4 separate regions of the Zea mays genome follow, and all the other regions are linked to region 1. A link is a contact called in public Hi-C data. All regions are on one chromosome and are shown on one strand. The core of a region is the stretch at or near the end of the contact, and the rest is flanking DNA. Distances in the headings are between cores, read along the strand shown. Region 1 holds the start of LOC100282359 (ubiquitin-activating enzyme E1 domain-containing protein 1). Region 2 holds the start of LOC111258512. Region 3 holds the start of LOC107548104. Region 4 holds the start of LOC100281479 (protein binding protein).

Region 1 (6,520 bases), core at 2,138-4,637:
CATATCACCGAGTGTGGAGAAAGCACCGCCGCGACTCCCCCGGGATTGACCAGCTCGCGCCTACCTTCTGGAGCTCTCGGCCACCACTCGTGACTTATTTAGCGCCCCGTGAACCGTTCCTCTCTACCCCCTCGCGTGTGCCTTGTTTCCCCTGAGCAAACCACCACCACCACCGCTGCGGTGGGGAGGAAGACCCGCCACGGGGAGCCTCTAGCCTGGTCGTTGCTTGCATCGTCGGTGTGGTTGGAGACCTTCCCCAGGCTCAGGGTGAGACATTTGTGGCCGCGCTACCTGTGATTAATCACCAGCTCCACCCCAATTTCTTACCGTCGTTCGCGCGACGCCCCGATTCCGCACCTCGCCGTCGCCAAGGGACTCGGCGCCACAATCGTCGGTGAGTACGCATCCACCGTGTTCGCGCGGCCATCCTTGTCATTTTGCGCTTGTAGAATTGGGGGGGGGCAGCGCTCGGTATCACCGGCCAGTGGGGGTCGCCGGCGAGACTTGACCGCCAGAGCGGCGCCACCGTCGGTAGCGATTGGGTTGGGGAAGATGGTCTCGCGCCGTCAGATGGAAATTGGACGGTGGCGATTAGAGCAGACCTTACCTATTCGCGGGAGTCATCCGGTCCGTCCATCTGGTCTCGGGCGGATGCTAATCGGTGTGCGCGTGTATTAGATCTGGCCCTGAATTTTAGATCCGACGGTGACATGTGTGGTCGTGGGTGTTGTCCGATCCGATCCAATCAGCGTCGTCCGTTTCTAATCGGATGGTCGTGCTTGGCCGATACCCCTTCGACCTCGTGACATTTACAAAATAAACCCCCTAGTTTCCAGTATTCAACCCGCCGTCCATGCGGATGTTGTTCTGTGTCTCGGTAACACTTGCACCGAGACCCCTGCACTTTTCATATTTTAGCGCCCAGTCCAGAGGAGTTTAAAAACAGAGAAATAATATCAGAAATTCATTTTTAATACAAAAACAAATCTAGAAACTTGTATAAACCATAGAAAATCCATTTTTACTCCAAATCACTTCATTCCAGTTCCTAAATTTTTGTAATAATATTGTCTACGTATTAGTGCCTCTGTTCTGACATGACAAACACATTAAAATTATTCTTTCACTTAATCTTGTATTAAATGCATAAAACCTTAGAAAATCCATAACTTAAAATATATAACTCCAAATTTAATGATTCCAGTTCCAGTAATCTTATTTTAATGTCTAGTTTACTACTGTATATTCTATTTGCATGTTTGATGTGATGTTAATTTATGCTATGCTATGTATGAATTGTATTGATGCGAGTAGACGAGCAAGCCACCGTGGAAACTGAGGTTCAACAAGTAGAGATAGCTGAGCAGGAGCTCGTGGAAGGCAAGTTGTGCCCTTGATCACTTCTTTTACCTATTCATGTTCTTATTATTCATAATGATCTGCATAGGTTAATTTTGATGGGACCCAATAGGATACCCTAGATTTTGACTATCTTTATACCTTGTTTCACCACTGGTTTTACTACTAAATTTTTGGGTAGTACATGCTATTGCTTTATGTGGATTTGGGTATAAAGATATTTATGACTCATGACTACACTTTCTATTATCTGTTCATTATTTTATGTTCATGATAAGATCATTATGTTAATGGGAACATGGAGAACCACCCGGGAAAACAGTGCTACCACAAGGGTTTAATGGGACGCCCTTGGCTGACTAATTAGGAAAGCTAGTGGAAGACTACCTTACCCGAAAGGGGCAAGGGCAGTAGGGAGAGGTCAGTGCGGGGAGGTCCCTGGTTGATTTTGCTGCGATGGCTGTCAGCCAGGAACCCTGTACTGGATCTTCCTATAAACTGTAGCGGGTTTTCGGAAGCTAGTGGAACTTTGTAAAGGCCTCGTAGTGGATCCCTAGCCATTCACCTCGGTAGTGTCTAAGGGCCTTGCAAACCCAGGCGACATGGGATACACGACTTGTGGGTAAAGATGCGCAACCTCTGCAGAGTGTAAAACTAGTATACTAGCCGTGCTCACGGTCAAGAGCGGCTCGGACCCTCACATGATTAAATATGGAACTTAAATTTAATTTGACATTTGCATCGCATTTGGGATTATTTTACTATTACTTTTCTTTATTATTATTAAGGTTTGGTATTTACTTACACTTAGTAATTGCTAATAAAATTTTGACCAACTTATAAAAGCAATGCTCAGCCTCAGCCTTTATTCCATTGATCAGCCTTACACTTCATGAACTCCCACCTTTGGTGAGTTCATGCCACATTATTCCCCACAACTTGTGGAGCGATGAACGTATGTGAGCTCACTCTTGCTGTCTCACACCCCCCCCACAGGAGAAGAACAGGTGGTCGAAGAGGAGCCGCCTAACACTGAGGAGTTTGATCTGATCTAGGTGGCGTTTCTCAGTCGACATTGGCGCCGACGATCCTTAGTTCATTTTATACTTATTGTTTTCTTTTATTTTGTAAGACTTCCGCTATGTAATAAGTACTCTGATTATTGTGACATTTATCTCTATACACTCTGTTATTATATATGTTGTCTTCTTTGGCGCATGTATGAGATGCACCCGGCTTTGTCCCTTAAAGCCGGGTGTTACAATTTGCTAATGACTTATGAGGATCTGTCAAAGCCTAAGTAGTCTTTTCATCTTTAAGTCGGTTCCCCTTTCTGCCACTATGCCGAAGCTCCCCTGCGCATAGCTTCGGCTATGCACCATCCCTCGTACGGCTTGGTGATCAGCCCGTCCTTCATCTCAATCCTCCTTCGTCTAGCTTAAGCTTCGTCCTGATCGTACTTCATGTTCATAATCTGGGTCCGAAGATATCTGTTCATACATTTCACTTGAAAGATATTGTCAAATCATGTTTTTGAGGACCTTCGGAGAACGAAGGCCCCCAACAGCACATTTCCCTAAAACGACTAGTTTTTATTTTCATATTCAAAAAATGGTTTTTAGGTTTATCGACCAGTTTTCGATGTTTCCAGGGCGATTTTCGGTGTTTCTCGGTGGTTTTCGGTTTTTTCGGTAAAATTCAGTGTACATGTTTTTAAATTTAAAATGCAAATTTTAGGACGATGAAATTTATTATTTTAAAAAAATGTTAATTGGCTTTTAAAAAAATTAAAATTAATTATGAGATATATAAGAATACTTAGAAAAATATTTTGTTTTTATCTTATACTTTTTATTTCTGATTTTATATTTTCCCAAAAATTTTAAATTTTAAACGAAATGTTTAAAAAAATCGGCCAGAAATGGAGCCAGAGCTCCACGAGCTACCAAACGGGACCTGCCACGTCATGTGGAACGCGTCATAGGTGTGAGTGTGTGACACTGACACCTGAGACCAGCTCTCCTGCTTCGCGGCTGTCTCTTTCATCGGCCACCCACGGCGGCGGAGCATAGCACTGATAGCAGTAAGCAAGCAGCGGAGACGCCGGAGAGCGGTGAAGAAGCATGGAGATGGAGCAGCTCTGCTCGCTGCTCCGCGACCTCGACGCGCTCAAGCAGCATCCCGACGACCTCACTTCCACCATCGATCGGGTATCCCTCCCATCCGGGTGCACCATGGATCTCGGCAGTTTTATAGCAATCTCCTCTTCTTCCGTGCCTTTCCAAATCTTGATCCCGGCTCATCTGATTGCTAGATGCGGGAGCGGCTAGTGGCGATGATGAATCCGGCAGCCGGTGCCGCTTCTCGATCCAAGATTAAGGTACGATCTGATGCTGATTTCCGCGTTTCAGGCGCTCTGCCCTGTGCAGATTGAGTGCCATAATTTTGAACAAATCGGGAATTTTACTCTGTTTGCGCGAAATTTGGGATGCAGGACATGAGTGCAGAAGTGGTGGACAACAATCCCTACAGCAGACTTATGGCGTTGCAACGGATGGGCGTAGTGGAGAATTATGAGCGCATCAGGGACTACTCCGTTGCCATCGTTGTAAGCATCCTACTCACCTGGTTTAACACTGATACTCTTCAAACTTAGTTACATCAGTATGGAATTTCGATTTTCGAAATTGGCATTTACTTCCATCCTTGAGTAGAGGAAGCCTCTCCATGGTACTAGTATGCACTGGAAATGTCATTGAGATATCACGAGGCTCAAGGGTCTCTTCGGACCATGCGAACTAGAGTATCTTTATCTGTATTGAGATCGATCTAGGTATACCATGTACTATGTGGTTAATATGGAAAATATAGTTATAATGCCCGTTTAGAACAACCAGCTATCGAGCTATTGTTATTTTTGCATGTTGATGTATTTAAGACAACAATTCAAAGTTGGGAAACAGCAGAATTCGTAGCTTCATCACATCATACATGAAAAGATAATTTAACACACATAGATGGGGGAATTCAACTCAGAGCAAACCTTTGATTCATTGTCATTCTCTTTACAGGGCATAGGTGGCGTTGGTAGTGTTGCTGCGGAGATGCTCACTAGATGTGGAATTGGACGACTGTTGTTGTATGATTACGACACGGTCGAGTTGGCTAACATGAATAGGTTGTTCTTTCGCCCAGAACAGGTAAACTACGAGGACAGTATGTTATGTGTTTGCCTTACCTTTTGTGGTTGTTTGTTTTACACCAAGACGTTTTTCATGTTGAAGTACTTAAGTTCAGTGTTCTGCAAGATTGCAAGAACATAATTCAAACCAGACCATGACTATATTCAGTCCATTTATACTTTGTTAGGTTGGAATGACCAAAACAGATGCCGCTGTACAGACACTTTCTGGAATAAATCCTGATGTTGTGTTGGAGGTGAGCAACTATGGCCAGTATCAATATTATCTGTTAGCCTTTTTTCCTACATCAGTAAACCAAATCATTTCATTAGATTCTGAGCATCATTAGTTTTTGGTAGAGGTGACGGATCTAGGGTGTGCAATTTTTGTTGAACTAACTATTCTTAATGTTTTCTACTTTCCATTACTTATTCATCTTGCACTGTATATGTATAGAACTAGAAGTTTTTGTTGTACTGTTTCCTCTTTACTATCTTTATTACGTACTCCAACTTGGTACATTGCCTTATGACAAGCAAAATAGCAGACATGATTTCTTTTCTTAGGCCGTATTGGATGGAGTAGCAATACCATTGTATTCCTTGATTCCTTCTACTTATAAGAAAACAGATCCTAACTTCTCTTTTCTACTATAGAGCTACTCATTGAATATTACTACAGTCAAAGGTTTCGAAACATTTTTGGCAAGTTTAAAAGCACAAAGTTCTCATGAGCGTAGCACTGGAGTTAATCTTGTCTTGAGTTGCGTCGATAACTATGAAGCTCGTATGGTTGTAAATCAGGTGATTTGTGCACTCAACTAAATTATTTGGTCCCTCCATGTGCCTTAGTCATGTATTATGCGCAGTTCATTGGTAGGAATTTTCTTATTTGTTATTTTTATCTGCTTTCCAGGCATGCAATGAGCTTGGTCAGACGTGGATGGAGTCTGGTAAGTTGTAAATCACATTTATTGACACAAAATTTTCCAGAAACCGCATTCCTATTAATGAACAATTAACAATATGCTTTTTTCCTACTTTTCTTGCGCAATGCTGCTATTGTATCTCATTGTATACCCTAATCACACCTCAAATGTGCCAAACCAGCATCACTTGTATAGTGTTTTCTCCTTGTTTTATGTCACTAGTCATCAGTATCCTTCAGCCATGATACTTGGTCATCAGTTTAACCTTGTGCATTGCTAATTTTTTCAAGGCACACAAGGGAAACTGATTTCTGTCAGGATTCTATTTTACTGTGTTACTGTTTATTTTTTTTTTGGTAAGGATGTTTGACATAGTTATACAGTTTAGATCAGTGCTTCACATAATTTGTTTGGAAATCAGCATATAATTGTAATCCACATAAATATATACACAAGTTTAAACTTTGAAGCTTACAGGACTACAGATTTACAGCCCATTCTTTATTAAACTCAGTGTTAGTGACGGTACAATGCTGAGATAACTTCTATGAGTATGTACAGGTGTCTCAGAAGATGCTGTTTCTGGTCATATACAACTGCTGGTTCCTGGTGAAACTGCATGTTTTGCATGTGCTCCTCCATTGGTATGTTCTTTTGATCTTATATTTACTATTGTTTAATGTTGTCAGTGTGCTTTTGTGAATTTGGTAATTTTAGATTGTGGATGTGTGTTTCTTATTGTGATCTCTACCAATTCCAGTGCTGAAATTTCAATGGTTATTCTGGCTTATGAACTTCCATAATATTTCATTTTTATTTCTGTATCATTTCTTGCTTACTTGTCTTTAATACCTTCAATCATAGGTTGTAGCATCTGGAGTGGATGAGCGTACACTTAAGAGAGAAGGTGTTTGTGCTGCCTCTTTGCCAACTACAATGGTGAGGCGTTGTTTTATCCTTTTACCATTTCTTTTGTACTATTGTCTGCCATTGTTTCGATGCTTGATTCAGGTGATATTTCAATTATTTGTGTTGTGTAGTGTCGGGTAGC
Region 2 (6,272 bases), core at 1,584-4,083, 260 kb after region 1:
ATTTTCAAAACACGTGGCTACACGGTTATATCTCATACATGCAGGGCTCTGGCCAAAGTGAAGAAAAACTTCACTGTCCAATGCATGCTGAGGACTAGGCATAACTAACTTCGGACCCGACAACTTCTCTTCTGGCGACGCTGGTGCACAACTTCATTCTGAGACATCCCCTGGATGGGTCAAGAGGGAGCTAATGTTGATGACTTCTTCTGGCGGCGACTGAGATGAAAGGATGGAGTCGAACTCTTCTCCAAGTGGGACTGGCTCTTGTAGCTCCAAGGTGACCTCAAAGGGTGGTGGTGCTAGTGGGGTGCTTGCAGCTTCTTCCTTGACCTCAAGGGTGGGTGCTGGAATCTTCTTCATGGTGAGGGGCTCAAACGATTGTGGTAGTGGATCTTGGGAGGGTTTGGGATGCTCTTGCTTATCCACAATCTGAGGGGAGACTGGTATTCCTTCTAGGACTATGGCCCCTTCTGGGAGTTCCTAAGCCTTCCTCTCTTATTTTATAGAGACTGGGAGGTCCAGCAGAATCTAGGGCTCTTCAGCTCTCATGGGTTGAACTGGGTTGGATGAAGCGGGCTCTTGGATCCAAAGGGCTCTACGTTTGTTGTGGGTGACTAAGTAGGCCTCAATCAACTTCTGGATGTGCTTGTCCTTAGCTTTCTCTAGGGCTTCAACATCAATGACTTTACAACTTTCCAAGGTAGATGCATTAGGTGGAGCTGTGGTGAGATCCACATGGAGCTAACGATTGCGCCTCTCTACATCTTATGCTCGGGCAATCATCTTACGGTGGTGTCGAGCCAAGAGATTATACTGCGTATCCAGGGTAAGCAGGTATATTGTGGGGTACATGACTATATAGTCGTCCTCCAGCAGTTGCTGCCCTTCAAAGGCACGCATCTTGGCCATCCAAACGGGGCGGTCTCTCTAAAAGGACGGAAAGAATCTGAGCGGGGTGTTGACCACTTCCTCTTCATAGATTTGACACAGGGCCCTCAATGCCTTGTGGGCGACGACTTAGCATGTGTCTTCGAATCTGCGCCTCACGGCAGTGACACCCAATTCCACATGGTGCAGACTAGATCCAATGTAAACAGTCACGACACACTTCTCTGTGCCATGCTTGATGAATTCACGACCGTCGTACTCTGGCTGGCTCTTGATTCCATGACGTGTTGTACATGCTCTCAAGTAAATATTTGTAGGGTATCTTGAAGAGAATTTTGGAGGAAAATAGACCACTATACTTTCTTTATTGAGATCAACTTGCAAACAAACATTTTTAAACAAAATTTAAAAATTCATTTTAAATTTAAAACGAGTTTGAAAAAAATTCTATATTCGAATTTTCAGGGTGCTACAGTGACCAGCGCGGGGATGGTCCGTGAATAGATCGAATCAGGCGCAACTAATCCATGTCCACACGAGTTTATCACTCTAAATCCACGGTTGCTGTTGGGAGACGCCTTGGAATGGGTCCATACCTCTCCTTATATATTTTAAGGGGTACGGTCAATTGCGGACACCAACAATCGAATCAACAATCAATTTATCTTCTGTTCTTTCCCTTTTGCCCTAGGATTAAGCATAGTTTTCTTCCTCTAATATTCACCTCTCTACGGCTCTATGTCGTATAGAGGCGTCTTGGTTGGCCTGACAATCCCAAGACAAACCCTAGGATCTCTCCTCCCCGACGGGGTCCCTAGCTCCTGGGAGCGAGATCCAGGTGTTGTTGGCGAACTCGGTCGCCTCTGCGCACACGTGAATCGTCCGACCATCAGGCGTGGACTGTCTAGCTCGTCAGCAGAAACCCTAGCCTCTGCACCAAGTCGTGGACTGTCCGCGCTTTTGCAGAGAGCATCGTCGTCGGTACATATCGCAGTGATTGGCGTCAACAATAATTTGTATAGCGTCTATCTGATAGGATCATCGACGAGTGTTGCCTTTATCTAGCTTCTGAGATGATGGAGATGTTATCATTATTGAAATACTTGGAGCAATGGGATGCAAAAGATCAACATACAATGGAGTATTTGGAGCTTCAAGAGGCTTTTGATACCATGCATATCCTGATGATAATGTGTGGTATGTATGGCTATATTTAATTATTGTAATAGTTATGAATATTTGATTTGCGGATTGTACTTTTTTCTCTTTATTATTATAGTGATTTTATCATAAGATGTGAGTTTTACCTAAAAGGGATTTTAAAGAGGCAACCATTTGCACTAAATAGCTCTAATTATGAATGAAGTTTGAAGCCTATTTTCTTGTGGCTTTGAATATTTTTCGTGTATTTGCATTTGTGAGACTGTGACGGGGACTCGGCCTTCTTCCAAAAGAAAGATATACATGCGTTTAACCTCAAGGTTTTCTTTGTGTAGGTTAAATCTATTTGTTTTGCTTTTTGTCAAAGAAAACATGCATTTGTGACTTGCACATTTGGTTTTGATATGAGAAATTGAGCTGAGAAAGGTGTTCTCATCCGGTCTGGCTCGAGCCTTATAATAAAGTTTTTAGGCCGGTGCTGTGCATGAGCGAGTATATCACGGCAGGCCTGCTCGGATCCATATCTCTATAGATATACTTTGTTCACTGATAGAAGTCAAGAAGTGAGCTGGTGACATATATACCTCGAACAGCAAGAAAGTTTCGACATTCCATGGCATGAGGGGTCCACGTGCATAGCAGTAGCAGCAGGCCATCAGCGAGGAACGACAAGGGCCTTCTGGTAAAATCAACATCCACGTTATCGTATAAAGATCTCCATACTAGCACAACAGCGCAACAGCTAGCCCAAGACACCGAAAGATCACCACTGCACTGCCCCTCTGCAGTGCTCTCTCACTCTCACTCGCCTCTTCTCAGCGGCCATGGAGCCCCAGCACGGCGAGAAGGAACTCCAGCTTCTCCTCCTCCCCACAACCACGCCTCTGAACGCTGCCTTCCTCCACGCCCCTCGGCCGGCGGCGGCCAGCAGCCCCTCTGACCACCCGCAGCTGGACCTGAGCCTGTCCATCAGCATTGGGCCACCGACGCCACATGCGGCAGAGCAAGCAGGACGAGGCCGCACGGCGACGGCCGCTGAGCAGAGCAAGAGGGCGGCGGACGTGCAGGCGCTGAAGCAGCAGGCGGCGGAGCAGGCCCGGATGGCGTCGGCGGAGCGGGCGTACGCGGAGCGCGTGAAGGAGCTGGCGCGGCGGGAGCTGGAGCTGGCGGAGCGCGAGTTCGCGCGGGCGCGGGCGATCTGGGAGCGCGCCCGCGGCGAGGTGGAGAAGGTGGAGCGCGTCAAGGCCATGGCCGCGCGCCGGATCGCCGCTGGCGCCTCCGCCGCCGCGCTCGAGATCACCTGCCACGCCTGCATGCAGCGCTTCCACCCTTAGTAATAATATATAATACTATATATAATCAGCATCAGCACGCCATGCATGCATGTTATTGGCTTAATTATTTTGTTATATATAGCTACCGTGACTATATAGTACTCCTGTACTACTAGCTAGTATTAATTACATTCGTTAGCTGTGTTAAGAACTTTGTTTATGAGTTAATGCAGGCTTGCGATCGCATCACCATAGGTAAAGGGAAAAGACAGATCGATGTTCTTCTCTTGCTTTCTTGCAGAATACACACCGCATCGTTTGAGCCAGCCTAAAAGGAGAAGGAAAGGGAATCTAGACAGCAGATTAGCTTTGGCTAGCTAGTAGGGCTCTGTACAGTTTGGAAGGATAAGCTAAGCTGGCTGGCCTCACTCTTGGCTGCCTTTAATTTGCTTGCTTGCTTCTGCTGGGGGACCTCTCACAAAGAAAGAATCCAGGGTGGTTAGATTGTAATTCGTCAATTCTGTCTGTGTTTTATATGAAATATAAAGTTCCATTCTGTGGGCATGTAGTGGGACATATCCTTAGTCCGTTTGTCGGAATTGTTTCGGCTGATCAAAGCTTATATAAATTAGTGAAGCAAGTCGGCCAGGAACGATTCCGTGAAAACCTAACGGACCCTTGATCCTTCCGTTATATATCTAAGAAAACTAATAGGAATTCCAAAACGTTGGATTGGACTAGTACCTTAGAGAGCTGCCGTACCATATCCACCATCAAGGCCAGATCTGGACCATGATGCATGTCAAATACGTACGGCAGTCGGCAGCCAGTAGTGACACAGTCTGCTGGGCATTCAGAAAATGAAGGGTGAATAGCAGCCCTCTGTAAAAGATCAGCAGACGAGCAGGAGTAGGAGTAGGGGATGGAGGGGCATGCAGACAGGAGCGCGTCAGCAGATTCCTGCACAACGGTGTTATTCCTCAGCCATGCATCACTCTTACCCATGAACAGCCGCGGCCTACAAGCTGAAAGAGAAGACACAGACGTGGCGCGCACAGTGCGTTGATGCCGCCAATTCCAATGCCAGGCCAAGATGTCGGCACTCCATCGGCAGAAAGGATCTTACTGTGCCGCTACAGATTCCTAATTCTCCTTTTTTATCATTTCTTTGCGTTGGTCTCTTGAGTTTGAGTTTTACTCCCTCCGTTCTTAATTTGATTTTTTAGGTCTATATTAAAATAGATAATAATGAATCTAGACATATATATATATATATAACATATACATTAATTATTGTATGAATCTTCTAATTTTTTTAAAAAATTTTATTTTAGGACGGAGAGGGAGTAGTATTTACTATTTAGGTTTAGGATCTGTAACAATCAATCTTGAAGATCTCCAACTAAGACTAAAATTATATGGATGGACAAAACACTGTTTTGCATTATAGATTATGCCGAGTTCAAAATAAAAATTAGAGATAAAAAAGACCGGTGAGCGGTGGCCTTAGCGTAAGCACTTCAACATTGCATTCTCAGTACGTATTTAGAGTACACAATACATATCATAATTCATGTGGGACCAAATCTGAACTCTCTATGATCAAAGACCAGTAGTGACTCAAGAGATCACTGATGAGGAAGCACCAGGAAATCCCTCGCCTCCCACGCAGCCACCGCCGCAGTTGTTGTGCGCCTGGTGGGGAGGTGATTTTTGGATGGGGTGGCATTTCTTCCGGTCTTCTCTGCTAGCTGCTGCTAGCCGAACAGTCGTCGCCGGTCCGCCGCCGTTGCTACAATTCACCGCCACCAAATGATTGGTTCATATCACAATCCATATAGAGGACGAGATCGAGGAAGAGGCGCAAGTGCTAGCAACAGTCTACTGAAGTGCCATGACTCAGAGGCAGGAGAATGTCCAGTAGGAGAATGTCCAGTAGTAGTAGTGCGTGATCCAAATCAAATGATTGGTGTGTAATGCTTATGCGTGGTGGAAGTGGAACTGGAACGAAAGGAGGTTCAGGTTCCCCGGCCCTCTCATTGCTCTGATCCAGACCAGACATGATGAGGTGATGAGCAACCCCTTAGAAAGTAGCCTACCGACCCGGAAGGAACAGACCAACCCCCGAAACATCACTAGCAAAAGCCACAGCCCATGTGCCCTTCCTTTCGCACGTACTCGACGGAATCTTGTCCTCACATCAGTGTTCATCAGTCCAGACCCAGAGGCTTCTTTCTTGAGCTCGATCAGGGAAGTTCTTTGCACTGCATTTGCACAGCTGGCAGTGTTAGGTTCCATTATTTGTTTTCTGTTTTAGTAGTTTCTATGAATAATAAATACAATGTGCATGCATATACAGATGATCTCCAAAGCCGGGGAACCTGACAGGCATCATAAGCCAACATAGAAGCTGGAGCAGCATAGCAGCAGCCACCAGCAGGTACGTACGTGTAGTAGCTTCGGCCTCGCGAGACAAGGGGAAGGCAACAAAGCAGAAGCGGATGGATGTCCTGTGCCCCCCCGGATCGACAACGACATGATACACTGCGTGCGTGGACGACATATGCTACGTTCCATCCAGTTCTCGAAAGTTTGTGTCTTGTGCAGATAGATAGGATTATGCATACAGTACAGCAGCTAGCGCAATCATTAATGTCGATCGATCATGAGTGTGAATAATAATGGCCATTTTTCGTCAGTTGCAGATCAAAGCCTTCGCGTTCCCTACAGACACCAGTTGGTTTGATTGTACAGGGAATGACAGAGTTGACGCATGGATAGCTAGCGCAAGGCGGCGACTGCAAGTCCTTGAGAACCCGAAAGACGCCTGAAACGATCTCTCCATGCATCCTTTTCCTTGCCGAGTTGCCCACCCAGCGTAGTCGACAGTCGGGTCGTCTCGTCGGCCGATTATTCCTGGAAGAGGAAGCCAACAAGGAGAAGGGA
Region 3 (5,785 bases), core at 2,367-4,866, 300 kb after region 1:
GAAACCTCGTACAACTCCACACAAACCCACATACACTAGATTATAGGAAGACAATTAACAACAAAAGACATCTAGACCCGTGACCTAAAGATTACCGACGGGTTCACTGGAGCATAAGGATGCTAGATAAATCACTGGCTCCAGCCCTACACCAGAGATGAGACTCATACTGGCTCCAGCCCTACACCAGAGATGAGACTCATCCTTAACCCAATTGATGACCATGCTGAACCTAGGCTGCACACCATTAAATACACAACGGTTGCGGTGATTCCAGATAGCCCAAGCCCTTGTGCAGCCCCTTGTATGCTGGATCAGCAGGAGGTGCGGCAACTCCTCCCCACCAATCCTCCAAGGAAGAGCTCTCAAGGTTAGGAGCAAGGTGCTGCAACCCAACATATTTCATAATCTGAAACCAGACTTCCCGTGAGAAAACGCAGGAGACCAGCAAATGGTTTAGTGTCTCTTCCTCTTGATCACACAGGGTACAAAATTGAGGGTGAGGCAGTCCTTTCTTTGCTAGGCGGTCAGCTGTCCAGCAGCGACCGTGAGCCACAAGCCACATGCAGCGCTGCTGCATCTCCTCCCTCAGTTCATGCAACCACGCACACAGGTGCAGGCGCGCAGCACCACTCTCCCTCCCTCGGTGATGCTCTTGGCTGCACACCCTCAGCCTGCCCTCCGCTCTCCTTCAGATCCCCATCTCAATCAACCGCCGCCTCAGTTGCAGATGACCCAGGCAGCACCAGATTTAGTGGAGATGAGCAAGGAGGCAGCTGCATGGCCTTTCCCTATAGTTTTCCTCTGTTTTGCCTCCAGGCTCCATTCCATGGATATCTTGCTACTTTTGGCTAGGTATCAAGGATGCCTTACTCCCTGCAAGCGCCTCGTCGCCTAGGAGAAGCCGTAAAAACACTGCACAGTATCATTCATGGGGAGCAATCCATAGCAGTTCATTCTAGATTCTAGAATGCACAAACTTCCGAGGTTACCATGCTCAGAATCTAAAACTTCAACTAACATTATAAAAGCTAAATGTTAAGTCACCAATAACAGTTTAATTTGGTTACTCATGTGAAACTGCATATATTCTCATTAGCCAAATTAAATTGTTAAGATGTGTTCCAGGTAAGAAGTCAGCAAAATCTTATGGAACAATTTATGGAACTCTCATTCGAGAAAAAAAACAATTTATGGAACTCTGTTCAACACCATTCAAAAGCCTACACAGGCTTACTAATAATATAGCACAAAGGAATCATGTTAATAAGCACAAAGGAATCAGGAAAAAAAATAAAACCTTGAATTTGTACTTCGAGTTGCCTGATGCTGGTGACCTCATGTTAATAAGCAACTAAAACAATAGATCCGTCAAACATCTTTATCATCTCAGAAACTGGTTTACTAGTATTTCTACTACAGAAATTCCAATGAAGTAACCATGGTGACCCCTTCCTAAAGAAAAAATATTCTCTAAAGCATCCAAAAACCAAAGGTTTCGTTACAATCAAAATATTACGATGATCTGTTTTATTGCTGTTCCGGTTAGTGTTTTCATTCTGGCCTCAGTTTAGGCCTTTCCCACTTGATGTTGATGAAACACTGATCCACATATATTGGCATTAAGTGACAGAGCCAAAAGAATATATTGATAAGCCCATTCAGCATGTGCTTGTCCCGTATAAGGATCGTTCTGTATAGAAAGCAAAGAACAGAGTAATGATGAATTTCAGGTACTAAAAATTCCTTTTGTTATAGATGAAAGAACTAGATAAGGGTAAACAAGGTGCAAGAGGAGAAAGTTTTATCTGTTACTACGAAATATTTATGGGTAGACCTAATGAGCAGAAAAAGTATATTCTTATTTACCACGAATTAGAAAAAAAAAAAGGTTGAAGGAGGAATTCTTTGGAGATAACCCACATGAACATGAACCCAACCGGAATCAGTTCTATTGTAGTGGAGGAAAGTTAAGGTTGTTCAGTGAAGAGACTTGCAGAACAACAAGAAACAAGAGTGATAGTGACGCAGGGGATGAGAGCTTTGTGCCACAGGCAATAGAAGTACAAACCAGAAAATGCCAAAAAAAAATGGACACATCTAATAGTTATGAGGCCCATGTGAGAAGAGTGACACAACTAGCACAATATTTGAGTAAACCAAACTCTTCAGTACTACGAAAAAGAGTAAACCGAACTTCCATAGCTGTCTGACATAGCTCCCTCGAATTGTAAAGTACCTTTTGATATCATATAGCAATACAAGTTCAGGGACCAGTGTAGTACATGGAAGCTCCAATAAGGGTCATCACTACTATCAGAAAATTATTGTGAGATGTGAGAAGAAATGGTATATCAACAAAACCGATTGTGGCTCATTGCCTCATTGAATGGGTTAAAGATAGTAACTTCGATATTTAGCATAACAAAACAGTAAAATACATAGATTGAAAACAGCTAAGTGCACCTCAGATTTCCATGAAACAGCTTGTAAACACACTCACATGCAGCCTAGTTAACATGAACCCTTTTTTCCATCTAAGGCTTGTTCGGTTATTCCCATTTCACGTGGATTGGATGGGATTGGAAAAAAAATATGAAGAACTTTGAGTCTTTGACTTGTTTGGGATTTAAACCCACTCAATCCCGCTCAATCCACATGGATTGAGATCAAACAGAACAGGCCCTAAATGAGTCAGAGATTAACTTAACGTGGCTAGTGTAATTGGATAGCTCTAGCTACAAGAGCATTGTTCTACTTGTAGCTAAGTACACTAACTAGAGAAAAGAATCATGGAAACACGGTCCAAGCTCCATAAGAACCGGCACACAGTAACAATTCATACGAGAGAAACCATGGAATAGAGCAAATACCAATTCCAATTTGCACACAAAATTCGTAAATCATTCAGGTCAACTCTTCAGAAACACAAATACACAATGGTTCAGTTCAGGATCAAGCTGAGAAAGGCATCACCAAATTACAAGCCACGCCCGATTCTTCACTACAGAGCCGAAACAAAAATAGTCCCGCTGCGTCCTAGATCACGTAAGGAGTTCAGGAAACAGTCCTAGGCCTAGCAACCAGATCTAGCATTTTGAGTGATGACGATTACCTGTGGGAGCCGTCCATGCGGCATGGAGGACGCATCGCTCCTGTACGTTGGCGCAGAAGCCGAGCGTGATCTTGTTGAGGTCCCCCCGCAGGACGGCGCCGCTCCAGACGGAGGCGCCGTCGTGGACGGTGACCTGGCCGGCAAGCACGGCCTCGGGGGCTACGTAAGCGTCCACGGCCACCTTGGGCATCCATTGTCCCAGCGGAACAAGCTTCCTCTGCCCGCGGTAGTCCCACCGCACCCGATCCGCGCCCACGGCCGCGGCGCCGGCCGCGCTGGGCGGCGGCGGCGGGGCGGATGCCGCGACAGAGGCTGTGGAGGTTACTGAGAGGAGGCGCCGGAGGGAGGGCGCCGCGGCGGTAGCGGAAATGGTGGCGCGTCGGGAGAGGCGCGCGAGGGAGGTGGCCGCCATGGTGGTGGACTGGTGGTAGTCGCCGGAGGTGGAGAGGTGCGGCCGTGCGCCTGGGGGAGTGGGCGGAGCGTGTGATGGGTTCGTGCGGACACTCACGACCATCTGGTGGGCCGGATGTTTGGGCTGGGCTGTTAGCCTGTTACGTTCAAATTGGCCTGCGCAGTGTGAATGTGTGGTCCAGTTATAGACGGTCAAATGGGTCGTAACTGTCGGTCCGAGATACGACCCATTTAATAGTATCGAGGTATATATTGTGACTTTTTAACATATGGTCAGCCAAGTTCAAACGGTGGGAGAATGGGAAACGGTTTGATGCCAATAAACGCAATGTGTTAAGGGCAACAGTGTTTTTCTCCGTCCCCCGCAATGGTACAGTATAGGGATATTTATAGGTAACCGAGGGCCGACCCTGTCTCGCCAAAGACGAGTGTACCCTCAGTTACCTATGTTATCCCTAGAATATTCCCCTAGGTGGGTTATGACGGGTCATTACAGCGTAATCAATTACAAACATGGGCGGTCCATCAGCCCTGCCAGCATGGCGGCCTACGATCGGGACAGGACCCTGTAACATGGGCCGACTATACATGGCCATCTCAAAGAAGAAAGCTCACTCGGTCTAAGTGACCGTTCGAGAGAGGGAAATGGTTGAAAGAGACCCGGTCTTTGTGATCACCTCAACGGGGACTAGGTTCTTTGGAACCGAACCTCCGTAAAATAAATCACTGGGTCATCCGCTTTATTTCTTGGTTGATTTGTTTTCCCCTCTCTCCCAGACTCTGATTTTATTCTAACGCTAACCTCGGCTTGTAGTGTGTTTAAAGTTGTAAAATTCAGTTTCCGCCTATCCACCCCCCTTAGGCGACTTTCAGGCTTCATACTCCAAAGTCCATCAGTAACCCTAAAGTTCTGTCTAATTTTGGATCTAAGAGTTAGGCTTCCTTCCCCTTAAGTGTGTGACCTTATAGGTTCACATACATATAGACATGGCCCAAGTACTCTTACTTGGCCCAATAAATGACAGCGGCCTCTAGCAAGACATGTCAACTCCTATGCGCACGTAAAGATCATATCAGACGAACCATTGCAACAATACATACATGATGTTCCCTTTGTCTCACGATATTTGGTCTGGCTCTAAGCTGACCTCTCTTTCTCGATAACGTGAATTAGAATCCTTTCATTTGTTAACACTTAACCCTGGCACGGCTATGCAATTCTTGATCCAATCACTTGAGGGGCCCAAAAATATCTCTCTCAAGAAGAGAGGGACAAATTCTATCTTGACTGACCATGCCTCAGCATGATTCCTGATAAACCCAAAACTACCTTTATAACTACCAAGTTACGGAGTAGCGTTTAATAGTCCCTAAGTAAGTCAATTCACATCTTGAGAACATACAACAATCTCAGGTATAAGGACACAATATACATGTTGCAAAAGAGAACTATATTACAATCTCATGTTGGGTCGGTCAGCCTCATGTCATACATGCGCCCACATTGTTACTTTAACATCTCCATGTCCATGACTTATGAAATGTAGTTATCAACTAATACATGTGCTAGTCATCGACTCTAACTAGGGACATCATTTAGAATGACCATACAAGTAAAGAATCTCACAAACAATTTACATAATTGCTAATTAATACAAGGTGTCTTTCATGGATATTCAATTAAACAATATATATCATGGATACAAAGAAATATGCTCATCTTTATGATTATCTCTAGGACATATTTCTAACACTTGTTAGCAAGGACCGTCCGGGATTAGATTAGTTCGAGCGAGAGTCTGGATTTGTGGATTTGTTGCGAAATATTGCTCGTTTATTGCGTTATATTTACTTCGCTTAGGATAAGGTCCAGACCTCCTCCCCTAAATAAGAAAGGGCACGACCGATTAAGATACACAATCCAATTGAACCAATCTATTTACATTACTTAATTATATGTATACCCCAATCCAATCGAACCAATCTATTTACATTACTTAAGTATATGTATGCCCTAGGTCCGTCTAGTTGTAGTTACCCAATCTCAATATTCACCTCTTCAGCTCCATGTCGTATAGAAGCGTTTTAGGTGGCCTGCTAATCCTAAAACAACTCTACTATCTCTCTTATCTCTCCTCCCTAATAGATCCCTCCTAAAAGACGTGATCTAGGTTCAACACGAAACCCTCTGCACATAATGGTTCGCCAACACATGGACAGTCCGTGTGCATGTAGAGAAGACCAGAGTTCTCTATACTA
Region 4 (6,191 bases), core at 3,110-5,609, 330 kb before region 1:
TAAATACCCCCAACCACCCCCATTCATTGCATCCAAGTTTTCCACTTCTCAACTACTTACAAGAGCTCTAGCATTCAATTCTAGACACACTCAAGAGATCAAATCCTCTCCCAAATTCCACACAAAGCTTTAGTGACTAGTGAGAGAGATTTGCTTGTGTTCTTTCGAGCTCTTGCACTTGGATTGCTTTCTTCTTTCTTGATTCTTTCTTGCGATCAAACTCACTTGTAATTGAGGCAAGAGACACCAATCTTGTGGTGGTCCTTGTGGGAACTTTGTGTTCCAAGTGATTGAGAAGAGAAAGCTCACTCGGTCCGAGGGACCGTTTGAGAGAGGGTAAGGGTTGAAAGAGACCCGGCCTTTGTGGCCTCCTCAACGGGGAGTAGGTTTGCGAGAACCGAACCTCGGTAAAACAAATCCGCGTGTCACACTCCTTATTCGCTTGCGATTTGTTTTGCGCCCTCTCTCGTGGACTCGATTATATTTCTAACGCTAACCCGGCTTGTAGTTGTGTTTATATTTGTAAATTTCAGTTTCGCCCTATTCACCCCCCTCTAGGCGACTTTCATATTCATGTTGCAAATTCTACAAGATTAACTTGCACTGCGTTTACCAAACCACAAAGATGACACATTTACTATAATGTGTATACCATCCTTCAGCTATGACCCTACATGCTTCCCTTCAAACATATTTAAAATTATTGGCTACAACTCCTACATTTGTATGATACCTCTTATTCAAGAACCTTTCTAAATGAAGCTAAAATAATACACTATTTTTTGTAGGTCCGTAAGAATCTTACGTATCCACCAATTACCAATCCAGAGAGGATGATATTGATGAATAAATCACGAAGGTACAATTTTAATTTTTTGTTACTAACATGCCATATTTCTCTCTTTTGCCTAAGCTTCTTATGTTCATATCATAACAATTTCACTTTCGTACAATCCTACTATACTTTTAGTTGCAAACAAAACAAATTAATGAACATCTTGACTTCTTTACAACTACCTTCCATATGTGCAGTTTGCAATAGTGCCTAATGAGAAAGGGGTCCAACAGATACAATTGAATCACCACCCAAAGGATTACATTCTCAAGCATAATCTCACAATCTCTTATACATTTACACATGTACCCTCTTTTTTGTGCCTTTGTGCCTAATTTTTTAAAAGATACGGTTTCATTTTCCAGTTCAATTGAACTGAATTAACAAGATTCTTCTTTCTCATGTGTCCACATGTTGCAGAGCATTCTATGTTATATTTAAGATCATCTTTAGTTTAATGCCATGCAATTTTATTCTCAACATTGATACATTCTTCAGACATTTCACCACATTACACACCTCTACAAACATTTCTATCTTTCTGAAACAACATTGACCCTCTTTTTTTGTAGTTACATTTTTTAGAGATATAGTTCCATGTTCCTGTTCAATTGAACTGGGTTCATGCAGCTATGGGCATAATTTAGTTCAATGCAGTAATTAAATATGTGAAAAATTAAGCAGTAAGCTATTATTATTGTTTTCATATAGCTACATGGCCTCTACATACTTTCTGAGAACGTGTTCCGATAACAATTATGAACATCATTTTATAGCTTTTAATCATTTTCTTTTTCCCCAGCACATTACTAAAGAACTCTATACTGAAACTACTTTAACTGCATACTAAAATTGTTTACCTATAGTTTCCGTCAAAGTTGTGGATACCACAACCTGGAAGAGTTGGTGGTAGATTTTTCATCAAGTATGAAATGTCTGTGATGCTGAGCTGGGTGCTTGGTGGCAACAGGTGCATACCAAAACTATTAATTACTAGCATGTGTTCCTGTTTCAAGCACATATGCAATAGTAATAGGTTTCCATTAGTTTAAATGTCCATGCAAAAAAGTAAACACCACCTAGACTTTATTCTTAGTCTTCCATTATCACATCCGTACTCATCATGCACATGAAACTTTCCATTTTGTATAGCTCAAAAGGTAGAAGGAAGACCTTTAAGTTGCCCACTTTCTGACAAGGTATGTTATCATAGTAACTGTGAAATTGATATAGGACCAATATTTGATATTTGCTGGCATCTAGCATCACTCTAAAGGCACATGACGAGATTTATCGATGATGAGTCGTTGGAAGAAGCAATAAGTGGATAGTACATTCTTTGTTTCTTATTTATGTATAAATTAAGATCACATAAACGGATTTAACACCGCGCGCAGGGCGTGCGGCAATACACTAGTATTTTAAATGTTTGGAAGGGTCCTTGGCTATCTAGGGATTTCTCAGGATATATTTGGCAGCAAAGAAAAAAAACTCGACCTGCGAAAAGTAAGACAGCCCCCGAGCATTATATTAAGAAGAAGACCTTCTCACACATGTCGAGAAAACCACTGAACCCCTGCCTCACCCATACACAGCGGCATCGAAAGCCCATGTGACAACGACCATGACTGGGGCTGAGCTTTAGACCTGTGCTTTGACATGGGACAGACGAGGGGATTTTTTAACCACAGCCTGAAATTCGCTCCCACGGAGAGTCGAACCCAGGACCTGAGGAGTGCTACTCAGACCACCTAACCAACTCAGCTAGAGGCCCTTTCGCAGCAAAGAAAATAAAGAGGATTAGAGGGCTAAAATTGACTTACTATTTAATTTTAAATAAAAACAATTTTAGTCTCTCCAATTTCATTGAATCATCTTACTCACAAACAAGCTCTCAATGGGTCCAATCCCACCATGAGGTACCAGCTCGGTTGCACATGTATTTGAGCTCATAGATCCTATCTCTGGAGGCTGGGATTATGAACTGGTGGAAGAGATTTTTTTTATCAAATCGTAAGTCGATTCTTGCCTTACCGGTGAGAGAAGGGAGACGTGAGCAAGACATATAATCATGGTTTTTATTTCTTTTCCTTTTTCGATAGAGATATATTGTCTGCATCTACCGTGTAACTGTCGACATAAAAAGAGAGCAAATCCACCACGCAAGACATAAAGTATTATCCTATACTGAAAGCCCGGACATGCATATGTTATCTTGTGTATTATAATCTAATGAACAAACATTGGTGATTTTTTTGTCTTTAAAACTCTACTGGTATAGTACCCGTACGTTGACGACACATAAATATTTGATAAAATATTAGCCAAGCAATATATATTTTATCATCGACCTTAATATCTCACAAACTATTTACCAATAACCAATATAAAAATAAACTTGGAATCCAGATCGCCTTATAAAACTAAACTATGAATCCGAATCGCCTCCTCTCCTATCTCTCGGCTGTTCAACCATGCATCGCCAGCGACGACGCCTTCTCCTCCCCTCGGTTGTTCTTGCCCCACCGTTTGAAGAGGCCCAGGGCGATGGAGATTTGCGGCAGCGGTTCGAAGCGCTTGTCGACGAGGGATGGTAAAGGCGACATCGCGGTTGGGGCACAACGATGGGGCTGGCGAGTCAGAGGCCAGTGAGATGTAATAAGTCTAATTAGTACATGATTTGTTAACATAATGCTACAACAAACATAGCTAATCATGGATTATTAATTAGGCTAAATTTTTATCTTATTATTTAGTCTTCATCTATCATGGATTATTAATTAGGCTTAAATTTTTTTGTCTTATTATTTACTCTTCATCTTATATTTAAGTAGACTATATTGAATACTTATATTTAACATCTAAATGTTTAATGTGACACATACTAAACTTTAGTCCTCAAAACCAAACACCCTCAGTTTCCTCCAACACTCTATTTGTCGGCAAGACTCAGGAATTTTTCTACAATAATTGATGCAACATAGTTATTTTAAAACAACATAACAGCATTTTTGGTGGGAGTGGAATGCAAGGAAAGGCAAATTTCAAATATAAGGGAAATGAACAATTCGAATGGTGTCAAGAAAAGCTATGCTTATTTGGTCTAAAAACAGTTGATGTTTTAGGTTTAGTCGCGAAAATTTAGGGAGACAGAAAATAGAGATATAGCTACATTAGAACAAAAAAATGTGTTGACTGAAGAAAATTATGCATTGAGAAATGAAAATAATGATTATTTTATAATAAAATTTGAATCCTTTAATATTACGTACTTTTTTTGGACGGAGAAAGCATAAATTATTTTAGAATAGCGACGGTATAAATGATTTATGCTATCGAGGGAATTCGTTTAAAAATAACGGAGCACCGTCTGTCGGAGTGGCACGGCCGGCCCAGAGTACAGCGTCTTCTTTTACAAGTACTATTCTGGTGATAGCAGTGTGGTTGGCAGTGCCGACTGCCGAGGAATAGATGGAGTCACACAAATGGCACTGACACACACTTGACCTCCCGGTGACGCAGCGCCGACCGCGCACACACTCCCCAGACTCCGCAGGGACCCAACGCAGCGGTCAAACAAAGGCAGCGGCAGCCGGCCGGCAGCGGCAACGGCGTAACTCCCAAGTCACCTCCGCCTCGGGCTCCAAAAATCCCCACCCGACCTCGAGACTGAGCGGACCGACGGTGATGTCGTCGTCGGTGCCCCCGCCACCGCCCCAGCAGGAGCTGGAGTCGCCCTCCGCCGGCGGCGACAAGGTCCTGGCCGCAGCGCAGCACATCGTCAAGTCCCTCGCCACCTCCAAGAACGCCGCTGACGACATGATCCGCATACTCTCCGGCTTCGACAACCGCCTCTCCTCCATCACCAACGACCACCTCTTCCCCTCCCCCGACCTTACCGCCGCCTCCGCCTCCGAGATCTCCGCCGCCGCCGCCTCCTTCGACGCCGCCGACCAGCTCATCCAGCTCTGGGACGCCACCCCGGACGCGCTCGTCTTCGAGGCCCCCGAGGACGACATCGCGCAGTACCTCGCGGCCGTGGACGTCGCCATCGACCACCTCGCGCGCGGCGGCCCCGGCGGCGCGCGGGCCGGCGTCGCCGTCCAGCTCGCCATGGTGCGCCTCGAGGAGGAGCTGCGCCACCTCATGGTCCGCCACGCCGTCCCCATCGACCCCACGGGCCTCTTCTTCTCGCTCCGCCGCCTCTCGCTCGAGTCCATGGACGACCTCGACGCCTGCCCCGACTTCGACGCCGCCACGCCGCACAGCCTCGACGCCACCCCCGCCGGCCCGGAGACCGCGCGCGGCGCCTCCCTCGGATCTAACCCCTTTGAGGACCAGGTGTTCGATCCCGTGCGCCCCGAGGCCGTCGAAGACCTGCGCGCCATCGCCCACCGGATGGCGCGCGCGGGATACGCCCGCGAGCTCGCCGACGCCTACTGTGGCATCCGCCGCGACCTGCTCGACGAGTACCTCTCCGTGCTTGGCGTCGAGCGCCTCAGCATCGACGATGTGCAACGCATCGAGTGGAAGCTGCTCAACGACAAGATGAAGAAGTGGGTGCACGGGGTCAAGACGGTCGTGCGCGTGCTGCTGGCTGGTGAGCGTCGCCTCTGTGACCAGGTGCTCGATGCGTCTGATGAACTTATGGATGCGTGCTTCCTTGAGTCCACCAAAGGATGCATTATGCAGATTCTTAGCTTTGGGGGTGCCGTGGCGGTGTGCCCCCGCTCGCCAGAGAAGGTCCCTCGGATCCTTGACATGTATGAGGCACTTGCAGAGGTGATCCCTGAAATGAAGGACTTGTGCATAGGAAGTTCTGGGGATGGCGTGATCAGTGACGTGCAAGCCATTCTTGATAGGCTTGGGGATGCCGTGAGGGGTAACCTGTTTGAGTTTGGGAAGATGTTACAGCAGGAGACCTCAAGGAGGGCGATGGCAGCTGGAGAGATCCACCCAATGACACGCTATGTCATGAACTATTTGAGGTTGCTGGTTGTTTACAGTGAGACACTTGATGCACTCTTGGCCGATGACAGCAGTGATCATGATACTTTCAGAAGTTCTGATGATCAGGATCAGGAACACTTGGAGAGAATGACCCCTTTTGGAAGGCGTCTTCTGAAGCTGATATCTTACCTGGAGGCCAATTTGGAGGAAAAATCTAAGCTCTATGACGATGCTGCCCTGGAGTGCATATTTGCCATGAACAATTTGCTCTATATTGTTCAGAAGGTAAAGGATTCAGAGCTGGGGAAGGTTTTGGGTGATCACTGGATAAAGAGGCGGAGTGGCAAGATTCGACAGTATTCAAAGAGCTACCTAAGGGTTTCGTGGACGAAGCCTTTGTCTTATT

The links. A called contact is a pair of places that touch in the nucleus more often than the background predicts.
Region 2: a contact with region 1 is called in a Hi-C map of leaf, with 2.3 times the contacts expected there. The contact joins the promoter of LOC111258512 here to the promoter of LOC100282359 in region 1. A contact is called at or near these places in 8 of 25 Hi-C or Micro-C datasets (bundle sheath, ear, leaf and 2 more) and 1 of 3 datasets of contacts at active chromatin or transcription factors (leaf).
Region 3: a Hi-C map of leaf mesophyll shows a contact between it and region 1, with 5 times the contacts expected there. The contact joins the promoter of LOC107548104 here to the promoter of LOC100282359 in region 1. A contact is called at or near these places in 3 of 25 Hi-C or Micro-C datasets (ear, leaf mesophyll and tassel).
Region 4: a contact with region 1 is called in a Hi-C map of ear, with 4 times the contacts expected there. The contact joins the promoter of LOC100281479 here to the promoter of LOC100282359 in region 1. A contact is called at or near these places in 6 of 25 Hi-C or Micro-C datasets (bundle sheath, ear, leaf and 2 more).

The regions. Positions count from the first base shown.
Region 1 is chr5:166,891,704-166,898,223 of Zm-B73-REFERENCE-NAM-5.0, forward strand. LOC100282359 (ubiquitin-activating enzyme E1 domain-containing protein 1) reads left to right here and starts at 3,388. Exons shown (of 14, transcript NM_001371854.1): 1 at 3,388-3,569; 2 at 3,674-3,739; 3 at 3,854-3,967; 4 at 4,431-4,559; 5 at 4,729-4,797; 6 at 5,198-5,344; 7 at 5,457-5,493; 8 at 6,031-6,113; 9 at 6,334-6,408. The coding sequence starts at 3,483.
Region 2 is chr5:167,149,469-167,155,740 of Zm-B73-REFERENCE-NAM-5.0, forward strand. It overlaps LOC111258512, which reads left to right and starts at 2,834. Exons shown (of 1, transcript NM_001357042.1): 1 at 2,834-3,889. The coding sequence starts at 2,877. The coding sequence ends at 3,386.
Region 3 is chr5:167,191,456-167,197,240 of Zm-B73-REFERENCE-NAM-5.0, forward strand. LOC107548104 reads right to left here and starts at 3,617. Exons shown (of 2, transcript NM_001323021.1): 1 at 3,116-3,617. The coding sequence starts at 3,527.
Region 4 is chr5:166,556,466-166,562,656 of Zm-B73-REFERENCE-NAM-5.0, forward strand. It overlaps LOC100281479 (protein binding protein), which reads left to right and starts at 4,360. Exons shown (of 1, transcript NM_001154397.3): 1 at 4,360-6,191. The coding sequence starts at 4,523.